Linked DNA regions of Astyanax mexicanus: region 1 is linked to region 2. The links are chromatin contacts, called in public Hi-C maps. All regions are on one chromosome and are shown on one strand. Each heading gives the region's core, a stretch centred on a gene start, on an enhancer-like site or on the middle of the called end of the contact. The rest is flanking DNA. Distances are from core to core; before and after follow the strand shown. Region 1 overlaps adam9 (ADAM metallopeptidase domain 9). Region 2 holds the start of adam9 (ADAM metallopeptidase domain 9).

Region 1 (4,616 bases), core at 200-2,699, 43 kb before region 2:
AGGTACTACAAAGTGTTCTTTAAGTGATGTCTTAGAAAAAACACCTTTGGTTTGATAAAAAAAGCATATGAGTGTTGATAACCTTTACATTTGAAACTTTACATTAAAGCCCTATCTGAACAGAATTAGTATCTCAGGGGTTCCTGCGGTAATTTTCTCTTTCACCGGTGTCCACTATGAGTTTATTCCCATCCAGAACGACCATATAAGTGTTCTTCTCAGATGTCCTCTGAGAAAATTACAGCTTGAATTACCTACTGTTTTTCGCTGACCAGTTTTAAAGTTTAAAGATCTAAGAAATATTGTTGTTAAATATTGTTAAAAAGTATTTTTTTAGTATGAAACTTCTTTTACTTTCCCTATGTAGTCTAATCAACATATAATATAAAAATGGTTCATGCAACCACCCCCTGCAAAAACAAAAAATATAACAAAATTACAATGTTATGTAAAACTATTGTGTTATATATGTTGCTCTTTCAAAATTGACATTTTCACGGAAATCCACGTAAACACAATGGCGAGTAGAAATGGAGGAGCTACTGAATGCGATGTCATGTGACCTAGAAAGCAAAAAAACCTCACTGGTCCTCCTGTTTTTTTATCACTGAGTAGAAGTGTGAAATATTTTTCACAGACGTCCCCCTGAGTAGCTAATCCCATCCAAAGAGGGCTTAAGTCAAATTTATTTAAAGCTTTTAAAGGTTCTATATACTCACCCATATGGCAGTGTATTGGCAAGAACCATACAATATATATGTATATGAATAATTATACATGGGTTATGATTCGATATATTGTGATACATTACGATACTGTAAGCAAGGTAATATATCGCCATATTTTTTAACCCAGTTTTGGAAAAAATCTATACACTTCTCTATAGTGAGAATGTGTAATCGCAGTAAGAATGTGAAACAAATCTTTTATGAATCTGGTAAAGATAAATCTTTATAATCCTTTATAAATCTGGTAATTTTAACTCATTTCTCTTTTTCTTTTAGTGTGCCAGCGCTCCTCAATTCTAATACTGTGTTTCTTTGGTTTAACGATGTGATAATGAGCAGATGAAGACTTGAGTTTGCCATTCTAATACCACTTTATTCACAGCAGCTCTTGTATCAGCACCATTAGCAGCACTAAGGTTTCTAGAATGAAAATATGTATTTATGGGAATAAATCATTGATTACAAATTAATACTGTGTTCTTAAGAACCGTTACACTATTGCACTTACACTAATTGAAACACCGCTATATTACACACCTCTACTGTAGAATCAAAGATGGTTCTTCTATGGCATCACTCAAAGAACTGGCATCACTCTTCATAGCACCTTTATTTTTTAGAATGTAGGCCAGTGTGCATACAATAGCATCAGTATAATAAGGACAAATTGTGTTGCAGGTTGTACTCACTGGGTCCGAATATGGCCTGGCACTGGGTGTCGTAGTGCTGGCACTGGCCGTTGTAGCAGTAGGCCTGGTCCTGTTTGCATGGATGGCCGTTCTGTTTAAAAACGTCACTCTGACACAGAGATGAAGACCCGTTACAATACTCAGCCAGATCACACTCATCTGTACTGCTCCTGCACACAGTGCCACCAGGAAGAAACTGACAGAAAAAGAGAGATGGAGAGAAAGAGAGAGAAATAAAACATGCATTTTTGACATTTTTAATTTTTTTGGGCATCTGTCAGTTATTGATGGAAGTTGACAGTAAATATATATTTTATATACACTCATGTAAATAATGTGACTACCCTGCAGTGTTTGCAGCAGACTCCGAAGGCACACTCTGCTCCAGCTCGAAGCTTACAAGTCTTGGGCTCACAGCAGGGATCCTTCCTACACTCCTGCAACACACACACACACACACACACACACACACGCACAGATTTATCAACATTCCTTTTCCTACAATAAATCTACACACACTCTCACTACATGAAAAGCCTATTTTTTGTGCTTTGCACTGAAACGCTCAACTCCCCCTACTAATAATCCCATAGTCACATACAGTATGAGTATGCATGGTGTGTAGTTTTCACAGTCTGAGAGTAGTAACTGTGGCTTGATTTTCATGATAAACGTAAAGTGATATTAATCCACAATTTATCTGCAGTGTATGTCATTTTTACAGTCTAAATACCCTATTTTAGTGATTGATAGGCGAGCTATCAATCACATACAGCACAGTTTGATTTACGGTGTTTCATTGTGTCCTTGGTATCATGAGTATGCCACGTAAACACACATGGGCATGAACTAATTTTCTTAATTAATCATGAATGTCTTTGGGGCAAAACATGAAAAAAACTAATCAGCACCTCTCTTTAAGAGTTAGGTGCATTCTGACCCTTGGCAGATTGGTATTCACAGTGTAGCACTCCTGTGCTTCTCAGCAGAGGAAAATGACTTGCTTGTTCACGTCCTTTGGCATACATATATTCATAAGTGTCTTTGCTATTTAAACGATGCAGGCGCAAGGCATGAACATAGACTATTGACGGGGTATAAGATAACAATGAGCATCGCAACGTGCCTTCCACAGGGTGTAAGACAGGGCCCTAAATGTAATAATTTTGGATTAATCTGGTAAAAAAAAAAAAAAATTAAGTAAACGTAAAGTCAGTATGAATCTAAATATGTTCAGGTTTTCAGTCTGGAAAAAAAATGTTATTAAACCCTGACAGTAATAAATGTGTAATGTAACCCAGTATAAATCTACTATATAGGACTAAAACACAAATATTTTGAGCTGATCATTTTCTTAATGGTCACACATGTCAGAACTATATGAAACTGGCTCTAATTCAAAAGGAAAAAAAAACTGTGCCAAATAAGGCTAAACAAACAAAACAAATGTGATATTTGTGTCTCCTAAACTTTGCAATTTTGACACAGCATTGTGTTATGAGTGGACTCACTTCCTCAGAGCCACAGTCGCACTCTTCTCCCACGTCCACCAGCTTGTTGCCACAGAAGGGGGCACTGTATGCCTCGTCTGGACGTGGGATGTTCAGCAGGCATCTCCCACCAGCATTTAGAATCATCTTCTCGAAATCATCCGCGCTGCAGCTACTGAAGTTCTGAGAGCCACTGAGAGAAGAGAAAAGCCATGTTGACACAGGACACAATATGAAAACGTATTTCATTAAGAGATTCTGTCAATATTAATAGTAATAGTTAACATGACTATAACTATTAAAACAAACTTCCACTCACGTTGCCCCTGAGTTCATGATGCAGTTGCCCACGTCACATTTGCATGATCGCCCGTCATCGTGGTTCATCCCCAGGTTGTGCCCCAGCTCATGAGCCACGATAGAGGCGAATGACATCACGTTTTTATTGGTGAACTAAAAAAAATACACAGAGAAGAAAAAACAAAACAAATGGCCACTATTATTCAGAGTATTAAAGTGGATCATCCAACAGATGAAGCTCCTGGCAACAATATGCAAAGGGATGAAATCAGCTGAGAAACAAACCGCATTGATCCCGCCCCCATGACTCCTTGAGCAGGCTGTTCCCACAAATGCCATCCCCGCTGTTCCTCCAAAACCCTTCTTCCTATAGTGAAAGGGAGACGGAGAGAATACCAAATATGAGGCAAAAAGCTTATGTGATGAGGTTGTAATAGTAGATTGTAAGAGTTTATGAGGGCACTTACAGGATAAGCTGAGCACTGTCATGGCGACGCCGGGGCACCAGCTCCTTTTCCCTCCACTGAGTGAACCTGCCGAGGACTTCACCCGCACTGCCCACTGTATTTATGGGGTTCATCACTGACCAGATCTCCAACCCCACTAACACCACACGGATATTCAGTGGAATGTACATCTGGGAGTGGAAGAGAGAGAGAGAGAGGAAGAGGGAGAGAGAGATGGAGAGCAAGAGACAGAGTGTCAGGCTTGTTTATTCCCCAGCATTTAACATGCAGTTTCTATCCGAACAGTATCTGGATTTGACTGTATTCTATTTACACTTGTCATTAAAACTTGTCTCCAACGAGACCTCATTTTACTTTCCTGTAAAAAAGCACACTATTCTATACATCATTTATCTTTGCCTTATTGATCCAAGAGACTGTAAAAAGTTCTACACTGTTGAATAGGGCTGGGGGTTATCAAATTCATGTAATAAATTGAATTCTTCTTTAAATTCATTTTGATTTTCAAAATGGAATAATTAAGATTGCACATCTTTACATATAGAAGCTGCAGAGGGAATCTCAGTAGATAAGGTTGCATTTCTGTCAGAAATCCGTAACAAAATATATATATATATGTTTGCATCATGTTTAATATAAAAGCAGCTTATAAAGATAAAGGGGGCTGCTTACCATTTGTAAATTAAATGTAAAGAACACAAAGTCCACATACAAGAGAGAGAGAGAGAGAGAGAGAGATTCCAAGAGTCTTTTAAAGGTGCCTTCATACATAATTTCTCTAAAGAAAACACTTTTTTCTTAAATACTAAAATAATTTTTTCAGGTCTTAGTTCGTTGGGCCCTGGCAGTTTACTGCTATATTTTGTACCATATATAGTTATTGACTAGACCCAAAAAGTGTAAATAGAAAAAACAAGGGGAAATATTAGGGTGTTCTTAAAC
Region 2 (4,622 bases), core at 367-2,866:
ATATTGTCATTGTCAGAAAAGGAGAAATGGCTGAAATAAGACCTCCAATAATGCAAAGAAAATAAGATTATATTCATAAAGTTTTGAGAGTTCAGAAATCAATATTTGGTGGAATAACCCTGGTTTTTAATGACAGTTTTCAAGCACCTTGGCATGTTCTCCTCAACCTCTTACACACTGCTTTTGGATAACTTTATGCCACCTCTGGTGCAAAAGTTCAAGCAGTTCAGCTTGGTTTGATGGCTTGTGATCACCCATTTTCCTCTTGGTTATATTCCAGAGGTTTTTAATGTGATAAAATCAAAGAAACTTGTCATTTTAAGTGGCCTGTTAGTCTTGTTGTAAAAATAAAAAATAACACTGAGACACATTGGGTTGAATCTGTTGGTCTGGCCCTCCAAAACAGTTTCAGTGTATTTTATGGCCCCTTGGAAAAATTAATGACCACCCCTGGTCTCTCTTATATTACAACAAATTATCAATACTTTACAAAAAAATGAAATACAGGATATGTGTGTCCTTAGTCTATGTGTAGTCTCACTATGCAGACATTGAGCATTAACACACATAAGCTTTTACAGAGCACCTGTAAGCTTCTTAAACGTGTAGGTTAGATAGTTGCTATTCCTACAGTCAGAGATAGCACAAGTCTGTGTGTAGACTAGACGTGATCCTGCTTACAGTAAAAACATCTCTACCATACAAAAGACTAAATGGTCAAATATATTTAAATATATAAAAATGTACAAACAAACCTAAAAAGCAATTTTCCCAATTTGTTCTCTCTCTCTTTTTTGTCTTGGTAAAGGTATTTCCAGTCTTCAAAATGTTACTGTTAACGTAGCTAGTTAACAGTTAACTATCCTAGATATATAAAGTGTCCCAAACTTTTAGTTTAATACAAATTAAAATAACAGCTTAATATTCTTAAGTTTTTACTAAAAAATGTTTCAGAAAGATGGAACAGAAATAAAACCTCGTCATAATAACAAAAACACTGATTTCTGCAAACTGTAACAGTGTTGAGAAGGTTCAACTTCGAATGTTCCGTTCCACCTTAAAAAGCGCTATAGTAACGGTCTGGCGCCTTGACGCGAGGCTGTGTAAAACTGCTGCACTATTTAAGGTGGACCGGAAACTTGTAAAAAGCCGACATGGAGCTCCCCAGTGTTTACTGTTTACTTACCTTCGCTGCAGTCCCAAAGCTGGAAGAGCATAAACAGGACACACGCTGCCTGAATGCGAAGAGAAGACTGTAAAACAGCCATTATTTCTCCAAAATAATTCGGTGAATTGAGGATTTTTAACAGTCAGTTTCTGGTAGCTTTTCCTTATCCAGGCGTCGCCTTCCCAGCAATGGCAAAGAGCCCGCTGGACTCCACATAACGCTCCTATCAGGAGGTAAAAAATTAAAACAGCCGTAAAGAACTTCAGCTACCTGCTCATTTTCATCTCCGCTCTGCCTCTTTCAGTTAAAGCTTGCTGAGATAAGCATGTTCCTCCACACAGGCGACTGTTTTCAAAGTAATCCTCTCAGAAATGGGACTGCTGGCTTATCCGACAGAAAGCTTGTAGACTCATGAGGGTCGGACGTGAATTTGCAATGAAGCCCAGACCGACGACAGAGGTCGACAATGGGAACATCTCATTTAACAATGCCCTCTACACAAAGTGGCTCCCTACGCCCTAATCCCTACTCTCAGTACTGAGTGAATGTGTGGTTTTAAAATACAGTTATGAAAAAAAAAGAGACCACTTCAGTTTCTAAATCCGCTATTTATAGGTATATATCTGAGTAAAATTAACATTGTTGTTTGATTCTACAAAACTATGCACAACATTTCCCCCAAATTCCAAATAAAAATATTGTAATTTAGAGCATTTATTTGCAAAACATAAGAAATGGCTGAAATAACAAAAAAGATGCAGAGCTTTTTGACCTCAAATAATGCAAAGAAAATAAACTTATACTCATATTCAAGCTTTAAGAGTTCAGAAATCAATATTTGGTAGAATAACCCTTGTTTTTTCCACCAGTCTTATACACTGCCTTTGGATGACTTTATTCCACTCCTGGTGCAAATATTCAAGCAGTTTGATGGCTTTTGATCATTCACCTTCCTCTTGATTATATTCCAGAGGTTTACAATTTGGTAAAATCAAAGAAATGTATCATTTTTAAGTGGCCTCTTTTTTATTTACAGAGCTGTTTGTAAATATCACGATGCTTACTGTATTGCAATATATTAAATCATAACTGCAATGACACCTATTGTATCTCTAGGTTTTTGCTAATACACAGTCATAAAGATTATTGTACATGAATACCACCAAAATTTTCTAATTTTCCAGTGAAAAACAGGGATTTTTTTCTCAGTACCTTTAAGAGTTAGGGCTGTTTCAATAACAGCAACTGCAATATGCTACTGATACTTCTACTGGATACTTTGCTGTTTATAAGTTTGTTTTGATTACATTAACTGAACATACTTGTTTTTTGTTGGTAAAAGAAAAACACAGATACATAAAAGAAAAAAAAACAATATATAGGATGTTTGTGTTACCTAAACTACTTGTAAAGAAATCATGTCGTAAATTTATGAGCTCAAAAGATGTAAGAACCAAGCTTCCTAAGTGAACCTGAATGCAACATTAGACTGTTACTAATATTTATACTTAACAGTTCATGGATTTTCATGGGCAATCAAATACCTGACTGGCTGATAATTATGTGATTGCATGGAATTGGACATTAATGTAGAAAATACAGCTTAGGCTAACTTTTGAGGGTGACTGACTTCAGATGATCATTGGTTGAATATTTGCTGGTTCTTCGTCAAACAGATATTTAGCTGGACCAGGCAAAAATATCACTGGTTTAAATATGTTCAGGTAGTTGAGCAGTTGAATTCCACTACTGTAGCCAACAATAACTGGAACATCATTTAGGTGGTCTACCATGTGTCCACAAGGACACTACACCAATAACTTCACATTTACCTATCAATGTAAATGCATCAAATAAGGCTCTAAATGTATCAGAAGCTGCAAATAAGGATCCAACTACACTCCCATACAGTGTAAATGTAAGTTTCTCTAAATAAGAGTGTCTGTCAAATCCTTTAAGGTATTATCAGTTACACTTTTACTTCAGCTTGTTAACTATCTAGGGAACTACACGCCAATTTGACATGCACCCATCGGTGTCCCTAACATTTTTTTTTACTTCTCTAACGCAGTTTTGGTACAAAACTCCTGGGCTCGTTAAGTATAAGTACAGATAAATGCATTTTAACCCATGTCCACAAGCGTTATAGTTAACGCTACAGTTGTGTTTGCGTTTCTGCGGTAAGATCTCGAAAAGCTAGTATGACTAGGTTTCTTCGCCCCAGTTTGTTTGGGAAAGTAGGGGTGTACTCAAAACTATGTAAAATTGCATCTAGCGGTTCGATATTAGATCCGTCTTATAACTTTGCTAAAGCGTTGTTTCTGTTTAGCAACAGTAGTTAATCTCTATTATCAGTATTATTTTCCGATATTGAGTACGTATTTTTATCCCAAAATGAAAATAAGTCATAAAGTATGTGCGTTGTTTAAAACAAGTTGGTCATTTAACCCCGGTCCCTTACTCTTACAGCCAATAGCATTGCAGCTAGCAGCGCTTTGCGTACAGGCAGGCTTGTTGTGGGTACGTATACACAGCTATGCGCATTTCGCTTTTTATGGTTAACATTTTGATAACAATTTGCTGATATAACTTTTAATTCGTAATAAAAGCGATATAACATATATTTTATGCTCTTGTTTTTTTTATCGGCGAGCAGAACTGGCCGGTGGTTGAGGCATTAGCTCAGCACGGCGCTGAACCAAAGTGAAACTGAATTGGCTGTAGTTGGCGGTGTCCCAATCAGCAATATGGGCTCTGAGGGACTTGAAGAAGAAACCGTGGAGAAGATCCTGAACGGTGAAGGACTGGAGGTCACAGAATATGACTGGACCCCCGAGGAGCCGAAGCCTGTCACCCTTAGGTCGAATGTTTGTTATATTGTTGCTGCAGTCATCTTCAATGCCAAGGTAATGTGGGCTCATTCTTTAGGATGTAGATGTTAAAGTATGTTTTAATACATGAAATCCCCTAAAATAAGAGTGGTGTAGAACCTACATCCATATTTCCAATACAGGGGGTTCTAAACTGTGGCATGCCAGATAACCTTAGAAAATACATTATTTTGTGTTCAGTACTAAACTAGTTCAGCAGCCCACACTTCAGTTCTTCGGCCTTGTACGTCCTTAACTAGCTACAGTTAAAACATGATTAACATCAGTTTAATAGGCCCTGGGCTTGATGCCATTTGCTAGTAGCAACTCTTCTAAATTTAACTTTATTTAACTATATTATTTAACTTTTAACTTATTTTCTTATCTTATGTTTTTTCAACATTAAATCTAATGACAACTCACGATAAAATAATCACTATATATGCATGCACAGTTTTTTTCTAAAATATACAAAGCCATTTTTATCTTAGACCCAAACCTGAAATTGATAACATTTATTATCATGCAATTTATTAAACAAATGTGTAAATGTGTCCTGTTACTCTTTATATAAGTTAAATGAC

Evidence for each region. A called contact is a pair of places that touch in the nucleus more often than the background predicts.
Region 1: a contact with region 2 is called in a Hi-C map of muscle, with 16 times the contacts expected there. The contact joins the enhancer-like site here to the promoter of adam9 in region 2. A contact is called at or near these places in 2 of 3 Hi-C or Micro-C datasets (both in muscle).

What each region holds. Positions count from the first base shown.
Region 1 is chr12:30,376,129-30,380,744 of AstMex3_surface, reverse strand. It overlaps adam9 (ADAM metallopeptidase domain 9), which reads right to left. Exons shown (of 22, transcript XM_015604366.3): 9 at 3,675-3,844; 10 at 3,493-3,574; 11 at 3,227-3,360; 12 at 2,929-3,100; 13 at 1,762-1,854; 14 at 1,418-1,613. Among protein-coding and RNA genes, the nearest start is that of ogdha, 16 kb to the left of the region's middle. Within about 2 kb of position 1,449, the one cell type or tissue checked has an H3K27ac peak away from gene starts, as active enhancers do.
Region 2 is chr12:30,333,368-30,337,989 of AstMex3_surface, reverse strand. It overlaps adam9 (ADAM metallopeptidase domain 9), which reads right to left and starts at 1,616. Exons shown (of 22, transcript XM_015604366.3): 1 at 1,187-1,616. The coding sequence starts at 1,268. nudt18 (nudix (nucleoside diphosphate linked moiety X)-type motif 18) reads left to right here and starts at 3,471. Exons shown (of 4, transcript XM_007229348.4): 1 at 3,471-3,688; 2 at 3,825-4,074. The coding sequence starts at 3,916.